Regions from separate parts of the Gossypium hirsutum genome. Here region 1 is linked to region 2. The links are chromatin contacts, called in public Hi-C maps. All regions are on one chromosome and are shown on one strand. Each heading gives the region's core, a stretch centred on a gene start, on an enhancer-like site or on the middle of the called end of the contact. The rest is flanking DNA. Distances are from core to core; before and after follow the strand shown.

Region 1 (6,241 bases), core at 238-2,737, 110 kb after region 2:
GTATTTTCATACAATAAAAAGATCATAATCAAAATAAAAAAAATTATATATTTTAATGAGTTCGAACTACGATAACAAATTTGATATTTGAAAATTATTGAAATAAAAAAAATTGAATTTAGATGTGTTTTAATCCTAGTCCATTTATATAAAATTAAAAATAATTTAATTTTTTCAATTTTACAAAATATTTTTGGTCAAAATAATTAAAAACAATTTAATTACAAAATCGAAAATGATTTTTGTTTCTTAAAATCAAACAAAGTCTTAAAATTTTTTTTATCACAAAAAAAATAGAAACAGATCAATCAATCGAATAGGATTAAATTGAAAATAGTTAAAACATATTTAATGATTTATCAAACATACATTTAATTGCAATAAAAAATGAAAAAGTTATTTAAGAAATAAAATAATTTAAAGACATTTAAACTTTTTAAATCTTTTTCTGTATGCCTTTTTCCTCTAATCTCATTTAATTAAAGCTATTTTTTACTGTAATTAAAACTTTAAATCATAGAGTCGTTATAGGTTTAAAAACCAAAGTTTTGGACTTTACTATAAAAATAATGTCAACCATCTTTTAGCATATAAGACAAATGCAACCAACCAATCAATCAACCCTAACCATAGATATCCTAATTATGATAATGGATTAGAAAAAAAAAACTAATAATTTTCTCAACTGTTATGTTACAATTTCTGAAATAAGTATTTTGAAGTAGCGAAAATGATGACAATTGCTCAAGGACAAACAATCAGTTTACATGTTATCATAAAATCAAGTGGTGCTTTACTTGTATTCTAAATCCAAATCGTATTATATATAGTATTATTTTATTAAAAAACATAAAAAAATAAAAATAAAAATATATTTACATTAATATTTGTTTATTTATAAAAGTAAAGTACTTTTATAAGCACAAAGTATAAACAATGCACATGTATTTAACAATTTCAAAAATGAACACAATCACAAAGTGTTGGATTTGGTGTTTTAACTGTAGTATTTTCGTCAATATGTAGTTGTAATTTTTTGAAATAAATTGGTTAATAAAACAAATTTACTTGATTACATTAATATACTTTGTATAATTATCCTCACATGGTTTTTGTATGTAAAATAAAATGGAAGAAAATGTTGCTCATTAATTGTCTAATGTTTAACTAATACTAAGCGATATTACATGGTTGGATCGTAGTACGAAAAGACATCTTATGTTAATAAATCTAAACATGTCTTTAGTCTAATCTAAAAAGAGAAAACCGATTGAAAGATTAAAATGTCATCTATCAAGTCCAATTTAAGAGATGTCTTTTCTTGGGCATTGTAATAGGTCCATTTTGCCCGGCCCGAGCCCAAACCAATAAAAACAAGATAAGTAAAAAGATTCAGCAGTCCATTTACACATTAAAAGGACCCAAATATAAAACCAAGCCCGAAAAACCCAAATAACCTAAATTCCTAACCCACTTCCTACCGGCCCGATAGGCCCAATGCCTAAACCAATCTCAGCTAGCAGGAAATCCTAGTCTCCCTTAACGCCGCACGTCCCATGTGCCTCGTCGGCACGTCCAACGCCTGAGGCTCGACTCCCCTTTGTCCCGTTGCACCAAAACGAAAGCCCCCCTTTGTTGACCTTCCCCGACCTGCAAACATACCCAAAAGAGGAACAGAGACAAGGCAACACGCAAAGGTAAACAGTAGAAATAGAGGCCTAAACGAAAATAAAAAATAGATTGTATTTCGGCTATAAAGCCAAGAAAGAACAGATTGTATTTTTTTTTACAGACGATTAAGCAATCAAAAAGCAAAAAACAAAAAAGGTTGATTTTAAATCTCAATTTCTTGTTCTTTTTTCTTTCGATTTTATTTTTTATTTATTTTTCTACCTTTTAAATTTATTTTTAACAAAAAAATAAATAAAAAGGAAAAGGAAAAACTTACCCAAAACCCCGGGTTTGCGTCGCTGGAGTCTTCTTTCCCGTCGTCGGAATCGACCCAAGGAGGAGGCAGGGGGTTCTTTCTCTTTTGTTTTCTTCGGTCTAGGGAGCCTCACCATCGAATCGCCCTTCAAGAGGGTCACAAACCCGATTCCATGAGGCTTTGGACCACCGTCTACGGTGGAATCCACGGCGGGTTCACGATGGTCTAACGGCGGCTCAAAGAGGGCTATAAACCCTAGAAAAAAAATGCAAATGGGGGGGTATTCTCTGAAATTTTTTAGAAAAGAGGAAGCAAATAAAAAAATGGCTTAAATGATAATGCAAAAAGGGTATCGTTTTGCACCTGGGTTTCTAACGCTGAAACGGCATCGTTTGGAGGGCCCGTGCGCGACCCGACCCACTCTAGGGGGGTCCACGCGTTTCCTTTAAGAGGGAAAATATCTACTTTAGTCCCTCCGCTTTTGTGATGCGCGCAATTTAGTTGTATCCTATTTTTATTTTTTTTAATTTCATCACAAACTTTTAACTTTGTTTTATTCTGGTCCTTAGACCGTTTAAAAGGGTTAAATGCTTGAAACGAGGGCATTTTGAAGACAAGGGATAATTTCCCTGTTGGTCCTTTCTTGTTTTCATACGTCAAATTATAACCCTTATGTTATTTGTTTCATTTAATTTGTCTCTTTAACTTTATTTTAGCATCAAATTAACCTCTCGTTTGGATTCTTTTATTTATTCGTCCACTCGCTATTATTTGAGAATTTAAATTTCAGTTTATCTTTTAGTTTTGTTTAAGTTCCGACTTAGTCCTTTTGTTCTAATTAATTAATTAATTTATTTATTTACTTGTTCATTTGTTCATTATTCTTTTATTTTATTTGTTCGCTCCTTCGTTTACTTGTTCATATATATATATGTATGTATATTATACATTCATATTTTATTATAATCCTTGTGTTCATTTGTCATTGTCCTTTCGTTCCTCTTTAAATTTTTGTTTGTTTTCATTTAATTATTTTATTTATAATTTTGTTATTATTGTCATTTCAGCATCTATCATTTTTACTTCATTGTTATTTATTCCTTTATCCATTTATTATCTTTTTATATATGTATATATATTTTTAAAGGAAACTGAATTATTTATATTACCTATCGTTATTATTATTATTGTTATTACTATTTATATTTATTTATCTACCTATGTTTTATTACAAATTATATTTTAAATTTCATTTATCCTTTAATTTGGTTCTTTACTTTCAATATTTTTTAAATCTTTTCCCTTATATTTATTTATTCATTATTACTTTATTATTATTATTATTATTTATTTCATCTTTACTTATTCATATTCATATGTATTATTGTTATTGCAATTTGTCTGTTAATATTACCATGACTATTATAGTATATTAGTATTATCATATCATTTATTTATCATATATTCTTGGCTCGTATAGTTGTTTTATTTTATTGCATTATTATTCCCCATGAACTATGTTTACATATAATTGATTGTCTTTGTATTATGCTTCAAAATAACCCATGGCATTTTGAACTTACGTTTGATAAAATTTTTAAGAAATAAAGAAAAATTTAAAGTAAGGCAATGTTCTGCATTTGAAAATTCGAGAGATCGTGCCCTAACGTACTGGGTTTTGATTTTTCTCGTTTGATCCGAATGACCGAATAACCTTTAAGAATTAAAACGTATGAGTTTTGAAAATCAAAAGGCCAACTTATTCTCGAGGGTCTGAAATGTTGCGTCCTAAAGTACTGGATGTGGCATTTTATTACTTTGGGATTAGAAGGTCTTTAGAATCCAATTCGATTTACTCAAGCAAATTCTTTGTATAGATCAACGTAAAAAAAGGGATCGTATTCTAAATTCTTTTCGAGTTTTTTTAGATTTCGACATTAAGACATTAATTAATAAATTAGGTACCAATTTTGGGCGTTACGAGGGTGCTAATCCTTCCTCGTACGTAACTGACTCCCGAACCCATTTTCTCAAATTTCGTAGACCAAAATCGTTGTTTTAATAAAACAAAATGTTTTATTAAAATAACCAAATTTCTAGGTGATCTGATCACACCTAAACAAAAAGATTGGCGGTGACTCCCAATTTTCGTTTATCGTTTTCAAAACCAAAGTCGATCCTCGTTTTCAAAAGAAAGGTTTCGACAGCTTGGCGACTCCGCTAGGGAACACTAAAAGAGTCGAGCCACAAGTTGATTAACTTTTGTCTTGTTGTCGAAAATAAAAAATTTGGTTTCGAAATACGATCCTTTCTTTGTACTTCATCTATTATTTTTGTGGTCTATGATACATTACATGTTTCATTGGTTTGAGTCTTTAAATAGTTTTTCATATCGCATTACATGATCGTTTGATCTTCCCTTTTTAAGTGGGAGTGAGAAACTATTCCTTCATGAGGTTTTCACCTCCGTGTAGGATAGTGGATCGCTTTCGGGATACATCTGTACCTATGTCTTCGTGAGATTTTCATCTCCGTGTAGCCATAGGGAAATGTATTCCCCTGAACCGAACTCAATCCATATGAGCCTATAATGGGTGAAGATTGAGGAATCTGCTGGTTCAGGTACCCTTACTCTAGAACCGAGCAGCATATAATGAGCCCTAAGAGCCAACCCTAGGTAGAACTACTCCAAACCTTAGTGGTTATCCGAATAGGTGCTTGATTATTTCCTATTTGCTTTGGATTCTATTTTTGTATACTGACTTGTTGTATTTTGTTGTTATTGCATGGCATTACATTATACGAATGTGTTGATTCACGTTCAGTTACTAAATAGAAAAGCTTAACATGGAAAAAAGGTTTCTTGATAGAGTGGAGGATAATGCGGTAGTCCGAGTATGGTCCGAAAGGACGCAGCAAGAGAAGGGAGATAGTTTGATCAAGGGATATGAATCGGAATTGTAGGATTTCACTCGCATTAGTGTGACCCAAAATGACTTGCGAGAATTGAAGGAAATATGGAACAGTTGGAACGATAAGGTCAAGCAGTTGTTTTACCGCAATTATGGAGACATAGCTTATTTACTCGAGGTGAAAGTCGACAAACACTTATTCCGGGCTCTTGCCCAGTACTGGAATCCCACATATAGTTGCTTCACTTTTGGGTGGGTTGATTTGGTACCTACTGTGGAAGAGTATATGGCCGTACTTCGTTGCCCGAGGATTAAGGTCGACAAGCCCTATTCCAAAATGGCTAACGTCCCGACCTTTGTAAAAAAATTGATGAATACCACGGGGATGAGCGAGCAGTGGGTTGCAGCTCGGATCAAGCAAAAGGGAGATGGTAAGTGTATTTCTTGGAAGAACTTGAGAGATCTGATTCTAGCACATCCGGACATGAAGAAGAGGGTTGATGTTTTTGCTTTGAGTATCTACGGTTTGGTCGTCTTTCCCAAGGCATTAGGACACGTAGATAATGCAGTTTCAGACCTGTTTGATCGACTTGATAAAGGGGTCTCACCTATCCCTGCGATCTTGGCCGAAATGTTTAGATCATTGAATGCTTTCCGGAGAGCGGGCGAAGGTAGATTTATAGGATGTGCGCAACTTTTACTATCGTTGTTCCATAGCCACTTTTGGAAGGTAGAAAAAGTCTCATATTGAGTTTTTCCGAGAACTACTCCTTACTAAAGGAATTAGTAGGTACGCCAAGGCGAGATGACCTTTCCGAAGAGAAGTGGATGGAAATTCTCCAGAATCTATAAGTTAAAGATATTGAGTGGAGAGCCCCATGGATGATCCTTGGTGAGATCTTATATTGGTGCGGGGACTTTGAGTGGGTCCATCTACTTAGGATATGGGGAGCCGTTGGATATTGTCCACTACTCGTGTTAAGGCAATACCGATCAAGGCAGTTCGTACCAGTGACACAAGGGTTGGCTCAGTGCGAGTTCTCATACAAGGACGATAATTATAGAAAGAGAGTTCATAAGATATCGAATGCTTGGAGCCAAACCCGTAGGATGAAAGGACTCACCGCAGGTCCAAAGACGACCCTTGAGTATGAATACTAGTGGAGTAAAAGAATCGATAATAACATCCCAATGCCAAGTCAAGAGAACATTCGGCGATAAAGGAGCACTTACAAGCAGTCCCGTCTGAACTAGAAATCATCAAACAAGACTTTGAAAAAAAGAGCTCAGAATTGGGAAAGAAGATAGAGCAATTAGAGGAGGAAAAGATGTGGCTAGGATAAGAACTTGGGTAGTCTGAAGACTGATTACAAAAAGCTACGTATGTTGATAAGAACTACCG
Region 2 (6,444 bases), core at 605-3,104:
CGAATTCATCTTCACCAACCTGTCCACATCATACAATACATTAAGCTCTAATACCATGTGCACCATACACCACAAAACCGATAGGTAATAGGGGCCTAACTTGAATATAAGACCAGATTAAACTCGAGACCTAATAGATATAGGATAAAATTACTTAAAATAGAGAAGTTTTATCGATGTAGAGCAGCCAAATTTCATAACTATGAAAGCACAAGCATGAATGAGATATGTTAGTATCATACTCGACAAACAAAAAGAATACATACCTTCCCGATAAAAGCAGATGAACCACCGAGACGAGCTATGCCGACAGCAACATTAGCAGGAGCACCCCCAGGGGCCTTTTTAAATGCAGGAGCTTCCGCCAACGAAAGACCACTGATCGTCGGGACAAAATCTATCAGCATTTCCCCGAAACAAACCACAAGTGAAGAATCCATTATTTCAGGTAACCCATCAACAGAAAGGGCTTTTGCTGAAACAAATAAACAAACATAATGAAAATTATACACCACAGTAATTACAATCCGCAGGTAAAAACTAGAAAACTATAACGTTAGCAATGGAGCATTACTTAACATTCGTGTAGCTTTTACTCTAACAGCAATGTATCAAATAATAATCCCTCTACATTTAAAGCAACAAAATCAACTCCTAATTATCTTTGCATCACTCAACTAATCAAATGGCATCATGTAAAAGTACCATGGAGGGTCTTGTATTAGGGGTCAGGTTATATTTTGCTCCCTTTACTTTAAAAACTGGGAAAATTAGTCCCTATACATTAGATCAAAGAGCAAATTAGTCCTTTCTGTTCAAAATCATCCTTTCTGTTCAAAATCATCCGTTTCTATCATTAAAATAAACAACTCCAAATTATCTTTGCATCACTCAAGCTTATCCGCCACTGAACTAATCAAATGGCACTATATATGTATATATGCAGATTTCCATTTTTTTTTCTCTAAATCAAAATTTACTCTATATATGATGCTATCAATTGCTTAATACTATTAGTCCATTTTTTAAACAGAACTCTTTATATGATCAATAAAATAAGGTAAGCAACTAAATTTGAAAATCCTTGTGCTCCAACTTTTTAGATAATTAAACAACTATTTTAAATCATTTAGTTTTTTTAATTAATTAAGTTTAAAAATCCATAACCCATTCTTTCCGCAGTTCTAAAATTAGCTAATTAGCTTTGTTCTTTTCCTTAAATCATACTTAAAATTAAGTAAGAAGAGAGAAATTAAATACATTTTCCTGAATGATCCCATAAACCACTACAACAACTACAAAAATAAAACTCACAATTACTCAAAATAACCCTAGAAGCAAAGCTAATCATGTGATATAAAAAAAATTTGAATTTAAAAAAAGCCATTTCAGCTATCCTAAATGAAAGCTAAAAAGTACCTTGGACGTGTAATTTAGGAGTAGCGCACTGAAAACGATGAGGAAAATAAAACCCAGAATCTCTAACCTTGCCATGACCCAATTTTACTGATTTATGAACTGGGTAAGAACCCAAACTACCACAAAAGCAAGAGGAAGTTGAGTAAAGAGCAGCCATAAAAGAATTTATATATGAACAAAATTGAAAATGATTGAATTTGGGTGGATGAAGGGTGGGATAGCAACAAGATCAAAATATTTGGGATTTGGGTGCTTTTTTTTTTTTTTTTTCTAAATTTTGGAGAAGAAAAAAAGATAAACAAATGAAGTGAGTGTGAGAGTGTGAGAGTGAGTAATAGAGAAAACGAAGTAAAGAATTTTGTCTCTTTGCGGCTTCGGCTGTTCTTCATTTGGACTTCAAAGCCCAGATTTTAATTTGGAAAGAAGAATCCAATTCTTTTCAGTCCAAAAACAATTTTTCTCTTTTTTATCCTTGCCATGCCAAGCTCTCTCAGTCTCAGTTGTGTATATATTTTTTTTGTTTTATTGTAAATTGGCCCTTGAACTATAGTTTAATTTCTAGGTTGGTTCTTAATTTTTTTTTACAAGAAGTGATATATAATAAGAAGATGGCATGTGGCATATTCCTAGTGAATAGCGTATATTTTTTTTTGGATAAAGTTGGATGGCCAATAAAACAAAGCAAATCCATGGATTAAAAAAATGAACTTGATTATTTAAAAACCCTAAAATTTTTTTTCTCTAAATCATTTTTTTTATCTTTTATTTTGTTCAGGGACGGTGCCAGCCTCCGAGTTGGCTATCGCCCTCCTTTCTCCTCTCCCATCAACCATTTATTTCTTTCTTCTTTTCATTCACTATAGATGTCTTTTCTCTTTTCAGTTTGCAGATTTATTTTGTGGATATCTTTGTTGTCTTCACAAATTGTGATGGACAAAATGACGATATTTTTCCTTTGCTAAAACTCCACTAGCCACTAGTTTTTGTCTGCTCTTATAGCATGTTTTTTAGTCTTGCTTATGCATGTAATCTTAATTTTATAAGTGATTTTAGGGATGATTTTGTTGTCGTCCTCTCTAGTTTGGTGAATGCTCGATTCTTTGGTCGACTTTTGCCCACCACTTTGGACCATCCAGGGCTGATTTCCTTATCGTATTAAATGCTTGCAATCACTCCAGATATGTCGTGTTTGAGTTGTGACAAAGCCAATTGTCAACGTGACATAATATTCTATTGATGCTGAGGTTAAAACATGTGTTATGTTGATGAAGCTTGTCATTCACCATCTACGACAGTGTCTGCTATTTTTTCTCTGAATTGTATGGTTCCATTCATTGAATGAATTAATAAATTTACCTTTCAAAAAAAAAAAAGAACTTGATCTCTTTAAATAAAAAAAAGGATAAATTTTATATTTATAAGTAAATTTTGATTTAATATGCAATGTGATATATAAATTTTTATTTGGTGTTGTTATATACATGAAAATTTCATTTTGCTTTGGTGGTAAACATGATATTTTAATTTTGATTTAGTGTAAACATTTTAAGAAATAAATATATCTATTTATTTTCATATTAGATCAATGTAATTGTTTGTATATAGAATATCTAAATTTAAAAGATGCTACATTAATTGTAAAGCTAATGGTTTGTGAAACCAAATCAAAATTTTACAAAATCAAAATTTATGTATTATATTACATATTTAATTAATTTTTTAAAAGAAATTATATTTATAAAAAAACATATATACTTAATATAATTATTAAATTAAATACTCAAATGTAATTTAAATTAATTATTCTATATACTTAATCTCATTGTTAAATTTCGTTTTTTTTTCTTGACAAAATGCATACAATAATTTCTAGGTATGATTAAACTACTTTTTTTCCTTTGTCAAACTGTATTCTATATACTGATGCTGATAGGTCAGATTTCACCGTATTGTAATTTGAATTTATTTTTATATTTTTGTTCTTGGTTTAGATTTATTTAAGAATGATTTTTTTTAATTTGAATTCGATATTTGAAAAGATTTGAATAGATAATTATAAACTATAACTTAAAAGAATATTATTACAACAAAACACCTTCTTAAATATCTTGATTTATTGTGTTAGCCTTAAAGTGGAAGCCATATGAATGTGTTGTTTCATTATCTATACATTTCTTTTAAAAAAAAAACACACAATTTTAAAAAAAAACACACATTTTTCTTTTCTTTTTTTTTAGAATAATGCCAATTACTTTATTAAATGAGAAAGAATAACAATGATAAACCATATAAAACGCGAAAACCACAAAGAAAATTAGAAATCCAAAATAAAAAAAAGCCTCTCTTTCAGAAGAGACCCTAATCGATGCTGAATCTTCAAGCGAAACAACAAGGGGACGATGAAAAATCACTTGAGAAATTTTGGAAACAAAGATATTAAGAAATTCCCCAACTTGAAACCTAGACTAAGGCGGTTTAAGCGATCTTCTGCATTCATCAGCGGCAAAGGTGGCCAACAAGGGTCCTCCACTCAAAAACAATATTCCATTCTCAACATGCCCTCTTGAGCCATTGCATGTGCAACCTAGTTCCCTGATCTAGCTATGAAGGTGAACCACCAGTCCTAAAATAGTTTTGAAAATATTCATATCAATATAAAAATATAATCTTTAAAAAATTAAAAGTAAATTATAATTAATGTTATTAAACTATTAATAAGTTAATATTTTATTTATTCAACTTCAAAAAGTTACAAAATGATTACTAAACCATTTGAAAGCTTTTATTTAAGTCAATAGTTTTTTTTTCTTTTTTAAAGTACAGATAGTGAACTTCAAACGACGATTTGATAATCAGTATGGTGGAGCATTATTCATCGAGGGGTAGAAGAACATACTTTAGATCCAAGTCGATCTAGTAGTTAGTGTCGAAGATCGAAGAAAAAAATTGTTTGGATTTTGATTCACAGATTAGTGATATTCAAAGTTGTCTCATAAAAAAGAAAAACCTAAATTGAAGAAAAGAAAGGAAATAAAAGCTTTTAACTACTGCAGACAGTGCGAATAGAAAAAGTCATACAAAACTATTTTAATAATCCAATGACTTTAAATAAAAACTTTCAAATAATTCAGTTATCATTTTGTAACTTTTTTAAAATTGAATGGCCAAGATATAAGCTTAGATGATATTAAATATAAATTATCCAAAAATTAAATATAACTAGATTTTGTCAAATGACAGCATGAAAATAGTTGGTTCCACCCTCAACTTGGTACAACTGAACCATGTGCTGTTTGATCTTTTTGACCCATAAATACAACTAATGTTCGTTGGTAGTTAATATCAGTGACAGCCCAAACAAGACATAGAACTTCAACGAATTAGACAAATAAAAAAGTTAAAGAAAAAAAAAAGACATGTCATTTTCAGTGGGTTTTTGCTTGCTTTCCTGCCCTGCACGCTTTCTATCTAACATCACTATTGCATCCGAACACGTTTATATGTGATGACAGTTTCAATATTTGCTTATCTCATATTACATTTCCCATTCTACATCCCATAAAATTTAATTTTTGAAACTTGTAGATAAATTTTTTATAATATATTCAAATTTAGATTCTTTATTTGAGAGTATTATGTATTTTATTATTGGATATTCTTGAAAGTGTTACATTAGCACAATAAAGATTTTATAATAGAATCACAATACAAATTGATAATATGAAAACTATTAAAGTTATTAAGGAAAATTTTTGAAGGGTTCTAACTCTACATTAATCAGATACATTAACCAACTCTTACAAAAGAAGGCGAACTGATCCATAAATTATGTTCTTAGAAAAGATAATATAAAAGCTGATCAAATTACTAAGTTAACTTTTGATAGAGAAGAAGGTTTAGTTTCTCCTCTAGTTTCTTTTTAGTTATTTGTAATATTTTTATTTTTTCACAAACAAATTATATTATTAGTATATTCTAAAGTTATATTATAAAAATATTTTAAAAGTTCTTAAATTAAGAGTCAAGTTGTATTTTGGTAGTGATAGAAAATTATATTAATGTTCCAAGTTACACAATATTTAGCTATCAAATATTCATGGACTCTGACTTGAAGCATGGAAAGATATGTATGTAGATAGACTTAAAATTTAAATGAGAATAAAAAGACGTGACTCAAATTGGATTGGAAATGAAACGGATTAAGAAAATGGAACCGAGCGGGCCACCATAACATCCAGCAAGTCTAGTTGGAAATACATTGAGATCTACAAGCACGCGTTAAAAAGGTGTGGTCAGAATTGCAAAAACTATAAAATACTGTCTGCCCAAAATCTTTTTATTTCAAGCCACAATTTTCCACTCTAAGCAATTACCGCCCTACTCTAAAATCAACACGTGTGTTTTCCCTTTTGGTTCCTTCCCACAAAATCAATCTATACCTGGCCACATCCTATCTTTCCTTTCACGCGGGCAAATAAACCGCGTCAGTAGACCTTTTAAATACGCCTCCAAAACCAGCGAAAATAATAATAACAAAAAGAAAAAAAAAATCTCATCAATGGCGAGTTTTTTAGGTTCAATTGAAGAGATGAAGGAGGTATTCAACAAATTCGACAAAAACGGCGACGGTAAAATCTCTCGTGACGAATTGAAATCGGTGTTAAGTGCTTTAGGTTCGGCGCCGTCTTCCGGCGAAGTGGATCGGATAATGTCGGAGATGGATAAAGACGGGAATGGCTACGTAGATCTAGATGAATTCATTGCTTTTCAACAAACGAACATCAATGACGACGATGGTGAAGCACAGTGTGGTAACAAAGAGCTCAAAGACGCGTTCGATATGTACGATCTGGATAAAAACGGATTGATTTCGGCTAATGAATTGCACGCCGTGTTGAAAAGATTAGGTGAGAAATGTTCGTTGAGTGATTGCCGGAGAATGATTAGTCAAGTTGATAAAGACGGTGATGGAAACGTTAATTTCGATGAGTTCAAGAAGATGATGACCAATGCTTCAAATTAAAA

The links. Hi-C and Micro-C count contacts between places; a contact is called where the count stands out from the background.
Region 1: a contact with region 2 is called in a Hi-C map of leaf, with 4 times the contacts expected there. The contact joins the enhancer-like site here to the promoter of LOC107936631 in region 2. A contact is called at or near these places in 13 of 34 Hi-C or Micro-C datasets (anther, callus, hypocotyl and 2 more).

Annotation. Positions count from the first base shown.
Region 1 is chrA07:11,475,029-11,481,269 of Gossypium_hirsutum_v2.1, forward strand. No RefSeq gene overlaps it. Among protein-coding and RNA genes, the nearest start is that of LOC121232113, 31 kb to the left of the region's middle. Within about 2 kb of position 1,488, at least 9 of the 9 cell types and tissues checked have an H3K27ac peak or open chromatin away from gene starts, as enhancers often do. A contact at or near this core is called in hypocotyl and leaf, where this site is marked.
Region 2 is chrA07:11,368,043-11,374,486 of Gossypium_hirsutum_v2.1, forward strand. It overlaps LOC107936631 (probable fructokinase-6, chloroplastic), which reads right to left and starts at 1,855. Exons shown (of 7, transcript XM_016869387.2): 1 at 1,420-1,855; 2 at 267-475; 3 at 1-19. The coding sequence starts at 1,576. It overlaps LOC107936609 (probable calcium-binding protein CML23), which reads left to right and starts at 5,883. Exons shown (of 1, transcript XM_016869367.2): 1 at 5,883-6,444. The coding sequence starts at 5,978. The coding sequence ends at 6,442.